Regions from separate parts of the Anas platyrhynchos genome. Here region 2 is linked to region 1. A link is a contact called in public Hi-C data. All regions are on one chromosome and are shown on one strand. Each heading gives the region's core, a stretch centred on a gene start, on an enhancer-like site or on the middle of the called end of the contact. The rest is flanking DNA. Distances are from core to core; before and after follow the strand shown.

The links. Hi-C and Micro-C count contacts between places; a contact is called where the count stands out from the background.
Region 2: a contact with region 1 is called in a Hi-C map of skeletal muscle, with 6 times the contacts expected there. The contact joins two enhancer-like sites. A contact is called at or near these places in 5 of 8 Hi-C or Micro-C datasets (F1 follicle, liver, skeletal muscle and 2 more).

The regions. Positions count from the first base shown.
Region 1 is chr1:186,156,654-186,160,193 of IASCAAS_PekinDuck_T2T, forward strand. All of the region lies in intron 9 of CDK8 (cyclin dependent kinase 8), which reads right to left. Among named protein-coding and RNA genes, the nearest start is that of WASF3, 48 kb to the left of the region's middle. Within about 2 kb of position 2,223, at least 1 of the 8 cell types and tissues checked has an H3K27ac peak or open chromatin away from gene starts, as enhancers often do.
Region 2 is chr1:186,215,164-186,218,447 of IASCAAS_PekinDuck_T2T, forward strand. All of the region lies in intron 1 of CDK8 (cyclin dependent kinase 8), which reads right to left. Among named protein-coding and RNA genes, the nearest start is that of CDK8, 5.3 kb to the right of the region's middle. Within about 2 kb of position 1,313, at least 3 of the 8 cell types and tissues checked have an H3K27ac peak or open chromatin away from gene starts, as enhancers often do.

The DNA.
Region 1 (3,540 bases), core at 973-3,472:
ACCATTAACGGCAGTAACCACGATTCTTTTCTCTTGTTAAAATAGTAACTCCATTTCCCACTGAAGAACCACCTATTTTTACTTTCAAAGCCTAATGTGCATGGTTAGTTCCAATCACAAATGTTCTAAAACACTCCAATATCCATGACATGCCATCAGTTTTAATGGTCTGTTCACTTCCCACAAGAAGATGGAACACGCACATACTCTACCTGGTTTCTTCAGCTACACCGCACTTAACAGGAAGCTGTTTACCATTTAAAACGTTTAAATTGGAAGCAATTTACCAATAAAACCATTTAAATTAAAATATTACTTAGCAACTGAAAAGCAAAAGTCGTGCCATACTGATTATTGCTCATTACTTAGTATTGCCATATTAGGACATCTCCATTGTCATCCATAGTAATGTAAAAATGCCATATAAAGTCACTCTTCAAAAATCTTTATGCTGTAAAAGAAAGTGGCAATCAGCACATTCAAAAATAAATAAATAAAAAAAACACTTGGCCAGATAGCTTATTACCCACTCCTGCATCTATTTATCTATTCTAACAAACATGGGCTCACATCTGTTTGCTACATGCTGCTCAAAAGAACAGTTGTGCAAAATCTTCACTTTTAGTTGATTTGTTTGTATGACATGATGCACAAACCTCTAGAGAAGTTTAATAAGCTGCCTCCTCCATGAGTATATCAAGCCTGAGCTCTGGGGCAGTTTCACTATCAGTTTAGGAGTGAAACTCAGACTTTATCGTTGTAAAAACTGATGAATCAAGTATCAGCTACGTGAAAAAATATTTTCAAAAATTTTTTAAAAATGGCATGTTTCAGTGACAAAAAGCAGCACAAAAATCCTCAAGTAATATGCATACTTGAAAAGTTATTAAAAATAATAATCTGACCTAGCCAAAACAAAGTGAAGCATTTATATGGAAAGAGTTACAAACATAGCTGCTCAGATACGCAGCCTTTGAGAAATGCTTAGGATACATAGCCAGAAACTCACCTTCACTAATTTAAAATACCAGCAACAGACACGAAGTCTAAATTCAGCACATTAGAGATTGAAAGGTGGCTTTAAGAACAACCATTGTACTGGTTTCCTGTTCTACTCTCATTTTGCAATTACATTAACATTTTCAGAAGCTTGCTGGCCTTTAGACATCTGCCACTGACATTGCAAGAGTGATTTTCAATAATTTCAATAAAAAGCATATGAGAGAAGTCATGCTCTTTCCATGTGTTAAGATTTTTCTTTGGTTCAGGAATTGCAGACCAGAGAGATTTCTATTTAACTCCGGTACTGAATAGCAGTAATGCATTCTGAAATTGTCTGTTACTCAAAAGGATGGTGAACATGCATATCTGTCTCCCCACCCACCCAGTCATTTTGTGAAATACGGTTGTGCTGGACATGCAGGGTATATGGGCACAAGGAGCTGATCTTCAGATAATAACTGGAAAATAAAAATACAAATTCTTTGTTTCACCATGGAATGCAGCATCCAAGGCAAAACTACAGCCTGATGTATTGTCAAAGACAATGATATTTAAAAGAAATGCTACACTTTAAACCTATAACATTTTGTTTAAACAATGCATAGATCTAACCAGATGTGCAAAATATTACATATGCAAACAATCTATTTCACATTTGCTCTTCATACTTTGATGGAGGGGGAAAATAAATAAAAAATAAAATAAAAAAACACATTTTTGTAAATATCTAGTGTCACAATGTATGTCTGAGCTGGTCATTTCCTCTCACTAGTTACTAAGTGAGCATACAAAACCACCATACAGCTAGAGTTAGAAACTACACTTCCTCTCGTCAGCCTTCAGTTGTAATGATATGGTTAAGAATATAATAAATACGTATGAGTACCATCAATCCAGCTTTGTTTTTCACATAATTGACAAGGAGGCACAATAGGTATTTTCAACTCTGAGTCTGCATGCAGTCTTTGCAGAATGTCAGTTTGAGAGAACCAGAATGGCTCTCTCAAACAATTCTCTCAAAGCAATCCCAGGAGCCAGAAAAAAAGGAAAGAAATTAAAAAAAAAAAAAAAAAAAAAAAGAATTGCCAACATGCTGAAAAAAACATCACAAGCATAAATAACATTGCAAAATTCTGGCACTGTATCTAGCAATTGGGTTATAAAGCCCTTCATCACATACTGACATGATGTGAACAAACTTGGTCATAATCAGCAACAGAAAGCAGAAACCACAAAGAAAGGCTAAAGATTGTGCAACCGTTGTTATCACATGGGAGAGATCAAAACTATTTTGTCCCTTTGTTCAGGTGCCAGCAAAGAAGTGAATCTTTCGCTCGCTATTACAAATATTTTATAATAAGAACTGGTCAACTAAAAGATCACCTGACTGAACAACATAATAAAAACACAGTATGCTTTACACAACTTCGTGATGAGCAATAGGACAATACTATGAGCAACAGGACAATCATTGCAGTTTATACGGACCACTGTAATCAAATCTATGATAAAGTATCAAAAAAAATAACCAGGAACAACAGCTGGGTGCCTATTTTCTAGGGCACAAACATTTAAGTAGGAAAAAATAAACTAGGAAAAGATAAAGAGTGGAAAAAAGCTGAAAGCAGGAAGGAGCCAATGTTGCCTCATGTAACACCACTTCTGCATGTGATAAGGGATCATGTGCACTGAAGTCAGTAAAGAAAGAAGAACTCCAGTTTTTGTTGGGAAATAAAAACATTCCATTCTTGGTAACCACAACAATCCATGCATTTACCAGCCCTGGAATTATCAGTCTGGAGTATTTTACAATTGTAGGTGGATGCAAGAAAAATATGATTTTATCTGTGCTGATCCAGAAAGTAACATGGTTGCAAGACAGCTTGTGACACAGGAAGACCTTAGAGTATGTCTACAGGAACTGGTGCCAAGAGATTGACTGAATTACTTCAGGCTCTGATGGAGGGATGTAATTCATTCACCTGCAGTTCAGTTTAGCCTCAACGAGAGCATAAACCTATGATACCTTCCAGTTTTGACAGCCACTGAACAGCTGTGAGATGTTACCTCAGAAAGAGCAGGCTTTTCTAATGGGATCTGATTTCCAGGGTATTATTCCAACAGACAGCAGATAGCAGAAAACTTAGAGGATCCTATTAACCAGTGGGTGTTTTAAGACTGAATAGTAAGTTTCAGTCCAAAAGTTATCCAACCTGTATCAACAGCTGAAAGCTGACAGTATTAAACACCATGAAACGTGAGGGGTCTGCAGGGCTCCATTTTCGGGCCAGTTCTCTTCAATGTTTTCATAAATGACTTGGACGCAGGACTTTAAGGTACACTAAGTAAGTTTGCAGATAACACTGAATTGGGAGGAGCAGCTGACTCCATCGAGGTTAGAGAGGCCTTGAAGAGAGATCTTGACAAATTAAAGAGCTGGGTGATCGCCAATAGTATGAAGTTTAACAAGAAAAAGTGATGGATTCTGCACCTGGGAAGGGCAACCCTGGATATATGTACAGAATGGAGGGCTGAGAG
Region 2 (3,284 bases), core at 63-2,562, 58 kb after region 1:
TACCCACATAGGTTTCAGTGTTGCAGTAGGTCCTTTTTTGTTTCTGAATTGAGCATTTGGTTATCTGACACTCATCTGGTAGTCATAAAAACCTCACCTGGAAGCTTACAGAGACCTGAATGAACCTAAAAGCACATTGCAGCGAGAGCACATTTCCTCATGAGGGGTTGTTTTGTTCAACCCTGCTCAAACAGGACTGACGTTCACTCAAAAAGCAAAGAGCTGGGACAGCAGACAGCTCAAATACAAAAAGTTAGATAAGATTTGAGTTACACATTTGCAGTCTCGCTGTGCTGGAGCCCGGCAGGCAGAGCTTTCTCCATTTCTCTTCCCATGCTCCGTACCTCGCACAGTAGCTCCGTGAGAACAACAGGGGTCACGAAACCTGATTTTCGGAGGCTTCACTGGGGGATTATCCAGTGTCTGTAATTGCAAGCACACCTGCAGCAAGGCTCCTCCCTCGCAGGACGAGGTCCTGGCTTTCCCAGGAACCACATCCAGGCCAGAAACACAAGGGGCAATCAGGGGATTGAGCGCAATCCAGAGCCCTTTGTAGGCCGAGCTCCCAGTTGCACACGGTATTCACACACAGTAATGAATTGAGGCTTTTTTTTTTTTTTACTGCAATTCTCAAGTGTCTTTTATTCAAATGTCAACATCTTGTACACAAGGTGTTAGAGGCACACAGAACGGAGCACTCCCAGAAAAACAGGCAGATTGTTCCAGTGACCTTTAGCTGTGTGCTTCCACGTTCGCAGAACACGCGCGGGTTTTTTTCCAAGCCCGACTTGAATTTTGGATGTTTAGGCTACCAGCTGTACTTGAGAAAAATCACTGTGTTCTCCTGAACGTTTTGTCCTTTAAAACAGATCTCTGCAGCTTTAATTCTGATTTGGAGACCTCCTCCTGCAAATCCTGAGGTAAGCACACCACGCTTCGCCATGCCACCACTTAGCAGTGAGGCTTTTATTCACAACAAAGACAAGGGTCTTCATGCTCCTGCCTCAGCATCATTACCTTATTTAAACAAACTTAGATAAAAATGTCTGTGTTGAACCTTGAAGGACATTTCTAAGGCTTAATTTAACAGAGGGAAGTGAACTGATTCACACCATCTACATCAAATCCGAGTCCACATCTCGGAGTACTTTATGATGTTACCAACCTGCTCCTCACTGTTTCCAACAGCCAGTTGTTGCACATCGACTCCACGCAGCAATCCTGAGCTCACTCAGTGTCAGAGTTAGGTTCTGAGCGAGGCTGCCGTACCGGGCCCCTTTGTGTGGTCGGGCTTGATCTTGATTTGAGAGCTGTGCTTTCCGCAGAGCCCTTATCACAGGCGCCAGCGACCACAAGCTGTGCTGCTTAAAACAAGCCGAGTCCTACAGGCGGATATTCAGCCACCCCGGGTCGCTCTTTTAGAACCTGTCCCGGCCAGAAAGGCTCCTGCAGATGCAAGAGAGGCACGAAAGGCTCACCACAGTCCCTTCAGTGTTATTAAGCTCGATCAGATGTCAGGAAACGCTTTCTCAGGGTCTGCTTTCAGCCTACTCACTACAGAACTGCTGCTACTCAGTGAATCACCTGCGCTGCGCTTACTTAAAATGCTTTGTTTTTGTTGTTGTTCCAGGGGTTTTTCCATAATTCCTGTTGGGCTGCTCAGAACCCAGCAGCTGGGATCGAGCTGCAGCATTTGTCTTCCCGCTCCCACAGCCAGATTCCTGACTCACCTCTCCCTCCCCATTCATTCCCTGAGGCAGAGCCTGAGATGTTGCTCTACAGGTAACTGACTGAAGGCTGTCCTAGGGGCTGAAGTCTCTTCATTTTTATTCCTGCCTTACAGCCTCCGTGGTAGAGCTCCTCAGATATCAGGTAATAAAGGTTCTCAGTTGTTTTGTTGTATTTATTTATTTTAACTTCTAAGAGTTTTAAAACATGGGAATCAAAGAAGAGCAAGAGCTAGAGCGAGCACGCCACCTCATCATTTCTCCAAGAGCGTCCTTCTCCAGGAACCTGCACCTCCTCCCTAACCAGCACCTTCAGCTATCCTCTATTCCCTCATAAGAAACCAAGCGCAGCAGTACATGGCCACATTATTTACATTTTGTATTGTTCTCATTTCTAATCCAGGAAAAAGCAGATACAGATCTGCTCTTCTGTAACCGCTCTCACACCCTCCTTGCCAATGGCTTCAGGTAGCAATGAAACATCCCCTGGAGGCTGCGCCAGCTCCACCTTTGCGTGGGTTCCCCAAATGAATCAGGACATTGGGGACAAGAAGGACTCAGGTTGCAGGCTGCTCAACTGACCTCAGAGCCCTGGAGCCACCTGCCAGGGAGAGAAGGGCAGGAAGCAGATGGGAAATGAGTTAGGTGAGCACTTCACAAGAAAAACTAAGGAGCCCGAGACACCGTGCAGCACAGCTTGCGTGTCTCATTATGCAGATAAGAGTTTAATTAGGAGCTTTCTAATGACTGTGGTAACGGATCCAGAAGAGATTTGGGGCACACACTTCACCAAGGTAACCTGGACACATCACGGAGGCACCACCAGCCTGCGGCACCCCCGAATTCTGTGCTGCTGCTCGTGGAGGCAGCAGCCAGGCGCTCGCGTGCCGGCCGCGGCTCTCACTGCACGCACAAGGCACACCAGCTGCTGCTGCAGGGAGCTGGGGCTGGCACACCGCAGCACGCAGCTACAACCACAGGCAAAAAAGGATGCCTGCAGAGCAGAAGATGAGCTGTTGGGCAGGTTATACCAACAACTAGGGGTATGAACTTCATGGCACAACTCCTTGATGCGGGGAGAAGCGAGAAGCTCTAAGTCTTGTCCTGTTACTGCATTTCTTGTGAGCACAATTTCTTCTCTGGCCTCTTCATTGCACTCCCGAACTCCTTGTTCCTCCTGCTAAAAATCAGTTGTGATAACTCAGTCAACACATACCAGCAAATACAACCTGGAACAGGCTTAAACTCTTCCAGTGTCAACCTTATGAAGGGCCAAGAGCTTCTGAAAGCAAAATCCCTCAAGCAACCAAAGGGTCTTGACTCCTCTGCATTTCCCCTTTGACAACAGGTTGTACGGTTTTTCTATGTTGAATTAATTTTTTTTATTATTTTTTTACAGCATCACCACCTCTTACCCAAGCTGTTCATTATTTTATACGACTTAGCTTCCACGTTAGCTTCCAGTAACGCACTGGGGGCTATCGCTCCAGTCTGAGATCTTCAATTATATCATTTTTTGGCTGTTGTAATTAAAGAGCTAGACGTTGCCTAAGAGCG